Regions from separate parts of the Mus musculus genome. Here all the other regions are linked to region 3. The links are chromatin contacts, called in public promoter capture Hi-C maps. All regions are on one chromosome and are shown on one strand. Each heading gives the region's core, a stretch centred on a gene start, on an enhancer-like site or on the middle of the called end of the contact. The rest is flanking DNA. Distances are from core to core; before and after follow the strand shown. Region 1 overlaps Nod2 (nucleotide-binding oligomerization domain containing 2). Region 2 overlaps Cyld (CYLD lysine 63 deubiquitinase). Region 3 holds the start of Cnep1r1 (CTD nuclear envelope phosphatase 1 regulatory subunit 1).

Evidence for each region. Promoter capture Hi-C pulls out the DNA fragments that hold promoters and counts their contacts.
Region 1: a promoter capture Hi-C map of pre-B cells shows a contact between it and region 3. The contact joins the enhancer-like site here to the promoter of Cnep1r1 in region 3. A contact is called at or near these places in 5 of 39 promoter capture datasets (the C10 cell line, the HPC-7 cell line, liver and 1 more), 1 of 484 Hi-C or Micro-C datasets (B cells) and 1 of 9 other capture datasets (macrophages).
Region 2: a contact with region 3 is called in a promoter capture Hi-C map of the HPC-7 cell line. The contact joins the enhancer-like site here to the promoter of Cnep1r1 in region 3. A contact is called at or near these places in 7 of 39 promoter capture datasets (the 3T3-L1 cell line, the C10 cell line, the HPC-7 cell line and 4 more).

What each region holds. Positions count from the first base shown.
Region 1 is chr8:88,667,388-88,670,087 of GRCm38.p6, reverse strand. The region is part of intron 4 of Nod2 (nucleotide-binding oligomerization domain containing 2); the gene reads right to left. Among named protein-coding and RNA genes, the nearest start is that of Nod2, 21 kb to the right of the region's middle. Within about 2 kb of position 1,362, at least 171 of the 459 cell types and tissues checked have an H3K27ac peak or open chromatin away from gene starts, as enhancers often do. A contact at or near this core is called in B cells, the HPC-7 cell line and pre-B cells, where this site is marked.
Region 2 is chr8:88,731,461-88,734,160 of GRCm38.p6, reverse strand. It overlaps Cyld (CYLD lysine 63 deubiquitinase), which reads right to left. Exons shown (of 17, transcript NM_173369.3): 9 at 2,345-2,486; 10 at 1,053-1,175. Among named protein-coding and RNA genes, the nearest start is that of Cyld, 36 kb to the right of the region's middle. Within about 2 kb of position 1,375, at least 1 of the 459 cell types and tissues checked has an H3K27ac peak or open chromatin away from gene starts, as enhancers often do. A contact at or near this core is called in the HPC-7 cell line, where this site is marked.
Region 3 is chr8:88,117,343-88,120,042 of GRCm38.p6, reverse strand. It overlaps Cnep1r1 (CTD nuclear envelope phosphatase 1 regulatory subunit 1), which reads right to left and starts at 1,284. Exons shown (of 6, transcript NM_029074.3): 1 at 1,174-1,284; 2 at 192-263. The coding sequence starts at 1,198. Gm2716 (predicted gene 2716) reads left to right here and starts at 1,436. Exons shown (of 8, transcript NR_151771.1): 1 at 1,436-1,677.

The DNA of each region.
Region 1 (2,700 bases), core at 113-2,612, 550 kb before region 3:
TTAAGATGGAGAGGAGCTGGCCTGTGGCAGAAGCAGTCAGAACAGGATGAACCATCTAGAAAGCAGACTGGAGACTAGCTAGCTAGACACAAGTATCCCAGACCTTGGAAACAGGCCTAAGTTAACGAGCACTGCTGATCTGCCCTTGGCTCACCAAAGCCCTGAAGATGGGCAAGGCCCTGCAGCTCCGCTAGGGAGCCTGGGTCACAAGGTCATCTGAGAGCTTTCCTAAACTACAGCTTCTCAAGCCCCAACCCGGAGCTGGTAGCCTGGGGATAGGTACCCAGTGACGTCAGAAACACGATGCCCTCCACTGGCACGTGTAAGTAATCCTTGCATAGGTGGTTACCAGCCCAGGTAATGGTCCCCCTCAGCAGGATGCGCTGACCTTGATCAGCTAGTCACTAACTGTCCTAGTTTGATTTCCATTGCTGTGATAAAACACTATGAACCAAAAGCAAAACAAACAAACAGCAACAAAAACATAATAGAATCGAGATTTTTGTTTTGCCTTATGGTCCCAAAAGGGTAAGAGTCTACACTAGCAGGGAGGCATTGGCAGCAGGTAAGCAGCATGAGAGCTTACATCTCCAACGGTAAGCACAAAGACAGTGAACTCCATGTGACAAGACTCTAAACTCTCAAAAGCCACCTCCAGCAATGCCGTACCTCCTAAACCTCCTGAAACATCACTGCCAATTGGGGACCAAGTGTTCAAATACCTGCCCCTATTGGCGCGCGTGTGTGTGTGTGTGTGTGTGTGTGTGTGTAGAGCGGGGTGTTTCTCATTCAAACAGTTAGACTAGCTATCTCCAGGTCCCTGCACCTGCAACAAAGAAATGCCCACCTCAGCAAACTCTACCCATGCACTGTACATGGTAAAAGCCACCTGAAATCACCAGTCCATTTTCTGTGCCAGGCACTGCTCTGTGTACCCCCCCAACAGTAGTATCATTAATTTCACCCCAAGTCCATACAGTAGGCCCTACTGATGTGTCCTCAAGAGAGACACAAACAAAAGGGGGTGACTTTGCTGGGGTTGCACAATGCTGAGCCAGGACAGCTGGGCTGCCAACCTGCCCTTAAGCACAGCACGGTGCAGCCTCCCCGAGGGCTTTTCTAGGGCTCTCAGGGAAGTGGTTTTCAAGCTGCAGGTCTTCTGCCCTATTAGTGAGCTCCACAGACAATTCTGAAAGTCTGAGCAGGATGTCAACGCTGAAATAGGACAGCTGAAAGAGAGCAGGGTGAGTCAGAGCTAATGAGGGAAGTCATCTCCCAAAGCTCTTGTTTCAGTTCTGCACGCCCGTGGGTCTGTGCATTCTCTCTGGGAGGGGAACAGAAAGCTGAAACCATCACCCTAGAGGCAAAGAGAGCAGAGTCTAAAGAAGCCTGCAGAGGAGTGCTTTGCATGTAGGGTTTCTTAGAGACCAGGGTTTCAGTTGGCATGGAAACCCTTCGGGTGGGGAAGATGCAGACTCATACTGTGGGAGAAAAGCTGACCCCTTCTTCCCTTCTGCTTTCTTTCCTCTCTCTATGTGGCTGTGTTATGCACATGCACTCGCGAGAGCACGCACGCGCGCACACACACACACACACACACACACACAAACACACACACACACACACACACACACACACACGAAATGCTAACCTCTTAGTTGTACAAAGGTTAAGAACAGTAGAGCTCGGTCAAGGGCTTTAAGCGCCGCATTCAGCTTTCTCTTACTAACATAATCCCTGAGGTGATTAATTTAAAAAGCAAAAAGATCCATTTTGACACACATGTCTGGAGATGTCAGTCTATCTGCTGGCCTTCCTGCTTTGGAACCTGCGTCAAGGCAGCACATCGTGATAAAGGGGTAAACAGCGTGTATCTCCAGCCAGGGGATAAACGCTAAAGGAATGAGCTGGGCTCCCATAATCCCTTACAAGTGCACACCTCCAATTACCTACAGATAGTGCCGCCCTTCTTAAACATTGCACCTCCCAACACACAGACCCTTGAGGGACATACATCCACACATGGTAACCACTCAGGACTAAAAGAAGCTGATTTCTGCAGGGCAGGATTCTCACAGAGCAAGACTTCTGGTGTCTGAATAACACACAGGTTCCCAACCCTCCCCAACTTCCCCAATTCCCCCAGGCACCCCCTTCCCACCCAAGCCTACTGAACAGGAATTACTGCAGCCCAGGAACCTCCAATTCAACAAGCGACTTTTCATGACACCAGGCCAGGACTCCCTTTTTCTGAAAACAGACAGGCCCACAGCCTCCCAGACCTCTGGTCCCATCATGTCACAGAATCATATGAACGTTCTTAATCATTAAAAAAAAAGGACCATTTAAAAATTCCAGGGATGGATGGGTGCTGAGCTTGGTATACTGTATCTGTAACTCTGGTACGAATGGGGGGAGGCAGAAAGATCTTAAGTTTGAGATCAGTGTGAGTTAGCTGAAGCCCCACTTAAAAATAAAAATCCAGAGATGACTTGCTCTGAGGGTCATCCAGGCCAGTATATATGGTCTTCTGAGGTTGTGGTTTAAAAGGAGTGGCCCTGCCAGGCGTGGTGGCGCATGCCTTTAATCCCAGCACTTGGGAGGCAGAGGCAGGCGAATTTCTGAGTTCAAGGCCAGCCTGGTCTACAGAGTGAGTTCCAGGACAGCCAGGGCTATACAGAGAAACTGTGTCTTGAAAAA
Region 2 (2,700 bases), core at 126-2,625, 610 kb before region 3:
TCAACTGATCTTGCCTTAGTCTCTTGAGCCAGTAAGTGCTGCGATTACAGGTGTATGATATACCACCATGTTCGGCAAGACACATCCTGACCTCACAGGCCATCTGACAATCTCCTGGCATAGAGTGAGTGACAAAGTATGCTAACTACAATTCCGGACTGCTTGAACAAATATGATGCGAAGAATATTAAGCCTATTACAGAAAGGCTTACAGTGTTTTAAAAAGAAGGAAGGCTATAATAATACACCTTGTTATTGATTTGACCTCTGCTGGTAGTACCATTTATATAGTGAAAGAAAAATCTGAGTGGTTAAAATTTGCATAAGACAAAATAATTAATGTGAAAATCAAAGCACATATTTATTTTAAAGGGTAAAATGATTACAGAATTTAGGGAAAACAAGTATCTAAATAGAGAAATTTATTCTTTTACTTTCTTAGTTATGTGACACAGTAGGACATCTAGAATATTCCTTTAATTTACATACTTTGTTATTTTTAAATATATTAAATTAATCTTTATTTTTATTGTTAAGAAAAGTATATAACAAAATTCAAATTGATCATAACTGGCCTTTAAATTGCGTAGTTTGTTCTCTGTCTTCCTGACCTATTAGTTTCATGATCATTGTATGACTTAACTCTTCATCACTTAAACATCTTGTGATGTTAACACACATCACCAACATCACATACCAAAGTCTTCCCATCTTCTGCACATTTACAACTCACCTTAGTAAAGAAGTAGAGGAAGACATAAAAATATTCTTTTAAACAAACACCATATTACTATAATACACCTCATCTGCTTTTAGTACAGTGTTATTACTAACTTGTAATACATGATACCAAATGATTCACATCATTTCATAGACTATAGTTATTACATACACTGAAATAAACAGAAGCAGAAGACTAAAGGTTTTAAAAAGTCAATACTTCATGAAATTTCTATTCATCTTTTTTTACTATATGAGCACACAGCAAGAATTACTACACAAGAAAATAGCAAACAGAATGCAAACTGAAGACAAACACATCTTGTACTTACATTCTCAGAGGATTGACTATCTCTGTCCTCAGTAGCTCCTGAGTCTCACTGTAATACTCTATATCATTCTTCTCTTTGGGTCTAAGTAACACAGTGTCCAGGGCAGAACTAAAAGCAAATAAGCTACAAAACAAAAAGAATATTTTCCTTATGCTAAAAATATATTGATATTTGAGAAAATTCTTAAAGGAGTCAGAAGAGAAAGAGGAACAATGCATAGGAGAGCAATGCATAAGAATTCATGTGTCAAGACAGCAGAGGCCTGTGTTCAGCCATTAGTGTGCCCACAGACCCTGAAGTTCCAGACCACAAACACAGGGTAAAGACATGCAAGAGAATGTTTTGAAAAAAGCTTGCTTACATAGTCAAGAAGAGCCTGGAAATCAGCCCGCCCTCTCTGTCCTTCCTTCTTCCCTCCCCCCTTCTTCACTTCCTCCCTCTCTCCCTCCCCCTCCTCTCATTCCCCCTCTCTCTCACACACAGACAACATGGGGAAAAAGTTGGAGGCCACTAGTTAGGACAAATACATCTTGCTCTCCTGAGACATGTGCTTCTATAAAATAACTTGTGAGTGACTAGCAGCAGAAACTTACTGGTATCAAAGAATATAACATTTGGCTTAAACAGATTTTTATCAGGAAATCTAAAGAATATTATAGCAATACTACAAGGTTTGTTTAATCAAAAGTATTACACCAACAAAAAGACCCCCAGCCTTTATTCTGTTCTCTGCTTTTGAAATCCTACCATCCCTGCTAACCACCTCGCTCTTGTGCACAGTTTACAGAGCAGAGCTGGCAGAGCCTCTTAGTTTAACTGCAGTGCACAATCCTTAAGGCCACAGATTCATGGTTCAATCTTCAGAGTTTAATGTTCCCTGTATTATTCACTCCACTTTAGGAAAGTCGACACAAAGGATGGCAACAGTGATCCCATGGGAAATAATTTTTAATATAAAGAATTTCCATGATCACATTGATATACTAAAGTATACACATACAATGCCAACAGTTTACTGCCAGTTACTTGGTTCATTCAAGTGCAGTCTACTACATTGGAAGCAGATGCCTTCATCACATCTGTTCACGAACTAGCTTTTAAAATCTATATAAATAAGATATAAAATTTGTTAACTGTCAAGGACCAAATCTTATGACCTTTCTTAACTCCCAGTCAGTTTCTCTACTCAAAGGCACCTCCTTTCAGATACACACACACACACACACACACACACACACACACACGTCCCAATAAGGCACTATCTACAGTTACTGCAGAAAATGTGTACTTACCAGAATAAAGTTGAGTCTAAGTAACAAGAATTGTAATGGCCCTGGATGCCTTTCTTCTTTCCAATCATTATCTCTAAACCTTCCTTTTCCATTTTAGGTGGAGTATTTTCTTCTACTACTTCACTTAAATAGCCCCCAAATGCTGAAAAGATAAAAAATGAAAATAATTATTTTAAACCATGATAGTATATATTCATATGCACTCCATGTAAATATGTCATCATTTAAAATACATTTTGACATCCTGTGCAAATTTTTTCAACCTTTAGTTAACTGTTAGTTATCTGGGCTTATAAAAATGCTATTATTCACTTTCAACATTGCTTCCTTCAGATAGAACTTAGAAAATTAAGTCA
Region 3 (2,700 bases), core at 35-2,534:
AAAACAACAACAACAACAACAACAAAAAACAAAAACAAAAACAAAAAAAGTTGTCTAAACTCAGAAATCTTATAGCTTAGTAAAACAAGGATTTACTAGTCAAAAGTTTTAAAGAAAGGGAGTCGTTCCTACTTAGGAATAAAGCTATCAACCACACTTTATTTTCCCTTAGAAAGCATTCAGCAACTTACTTCTCCAACGTCCAGTGGCAGGTTGCAAGCAATGAATATATTCAGTAAGTCTTCTTTCGAAAGCCTTGAGATCTAGGTAAAGAGAATTCAGTTCTCTATCTGCTCTTTCTAGTCCGAAATGAAATTTGATAAAATGAAATTTTAGATCGACAAACTCCAACAGGTCTTGCACATCAAATTACTTGTGTCACGCACCGTTTGCTTATATAATAACAATTTTAAGTACACAACAAAAACATCATTTTTCGTTCATCCCAATTTCTGGAAACCAGTTGGTCTACTTTTAGAAGCTTGAAAACTGGTATGCTGGAAGACCAGCAGCAACTTCAGCCAAGAGTCAAAAGCTAAAACTGGGGGGTGCGGTGGAGGGTGTTTACAAATAAATGGACCAAACTCCAGCTTAATTCTAATTCTGTGGAACCAAGAACTTCCTGTTGAAACATCAAAATCCATGAGGTCTAATTGACTGCAATTATCCGATTCCGGCCCTAGCTCTTATCATTAATTGATGGCTATGTAGTATGGGCTTACTAGACTTCCATACACAGATAACGGGCTGTACAAACATACTCCCTTATCCTCCTAGGAATGGGTCGCCGGTGAACGTCCGGCCAGCAGCAGCGCCTACGCCTTGTGCTGTGGCAGAGCGTACCTCTGAATGAAGTAGGGTGTTATTCCCACAGAGGTGTTTTTTAAAAAATCAAAATAAAACAAAACTTTGAAAGGCCAAGAGTACATCTAAATTCCGGCAATTACAGAAGCCAAGGAAGAAATTAGGGTTACGGTTCGTTAGGTTGTCAAACAGAAAATGAATTCGCACTCTATAACTCGCAAGGGCTCGTCACTGAGACGGGGGGGCCCCCGAGCCCCTGCGGGGGGGGAAGGCGGCACCCCTCGGCGGCCGTGCGCCCCGCGTCCCCGCCACGCCGCCCTCGCGACCTCCTCAGCCTCGGGACGGGACCCGGCGGAAGACACACTCTACCTTCCGCTTGTTCCAGCGAGTTCATGTCGGGCGGCAGCTCCGGTCACCGCCACGGCCCGGTCCTCATCGCAGCCCGCCCTCCCCGCCCCGCCGACAGCGCCAACTCCCACCTCTAACCGCTCCCTTCAGCCCCTCCGTTTGGCACCGCCCATTTTCTAGAAACGTTGAGTTTATTGGGTAGCTCATCCAGACCCCTCAACTAAACTAGTTTTCTATTGGCTAATTTCAGCAAACGCCTTCGGGAACCCAGCGCTAGATGTTCAACTGGAAGGGCCGAGAATAGCGAGCAGCTAGGCTGATATAGCCATGGCGCCGCCTCCTGCCTCGGGGAGGAACTGAATTCTGTCCAAGCATACTTTATTTTTAAGCTTGGTTGCTTTCTTAGTTCTTAAAACAATGATTGAGCGCCCACTAACTTCTGGGCAGTATTTTGGTTGCTAAGGAGAGACCACCAATCTATCCCTGCCCTCAAGGAACTAAAGAGAAACTGAGATATGTTCAGCAGTAAGTACTAGAAGCGCCCCCAAGCAGATTTCCTTGATTTTGATTTCTCTTCTTTAGATATCCAATTCCTTAAGGAAGGATTTCTTTCTTGGTTATTTTCTCCTCATGTCGTCCAATATAGTCATAAAGAATGCACAAAGTGCCGGGCGGTGGTGGCGCATACCTTTAATCCCAGCACTTGGGAGGCAGAGGCAGGTGGATTTCTGAGTTCGAAGCTAGCCTGGTCTACAGAGTGAGTTCCAGGACAGCCAGGGCTAAGAGAAACCCTGTCTCGAAAAACAAACAAACAAAAAAAAAAAAACCAAAAAAACAAAAACAAAAACCAAAAAACAACAACAAAAAACAAAACAAAACAAAAAAAGAATGCACAAAGTATGTCTTTGTAAGTATAACAAAAATATGTACAGGGTTAGCAAAATTAACATTTGATTAAAATGACCTGTTATTTCTGTTTATTTCCTGGTGGTCATTGATTCATTCAAGAGGTATTTATTGCATGACATGCTACGCATTGTATTTGTCCCATATTACATTATATTTATGACCACGGTAGATAAGATTGCATTCCTCACAGTGAAAGGTTTCAGGGAGCAATAAACATAAAAGTAGGCAACTGATTTCAGATAACAGTAGCTCTATGGAAAAAGCAACCAATATTAAAGACAGGAGGAAGGAGGTCCAGAAGTGTTGCAAGGAAGTTTGAGCTGAGAGGCCCAAGAAGACGGAAAGGATCCAGCCACACAGATCAGGGCTGAGAAGGTCTTTGAGCAACACCGCCATGTTCCCAAAATTGATACATTGTGTGTTTTACTAATCAACCTTTGCCCTAACTCACTTATCAGCTCCTGACTCCTTTGTTTTATAGACTCCTCTACCCTAGTAGCACTTTCTAAACTTTCCCATTAAGGAGCCTTCTCTGGTCCAAACCCTTTACATGCATTATCTCATTTAAACTTTTACGATGACTTGTTTGTTTTAGAGATGGAGTTTTTCTCTGTAGATTAAGCTGGTCATGAACTTGCT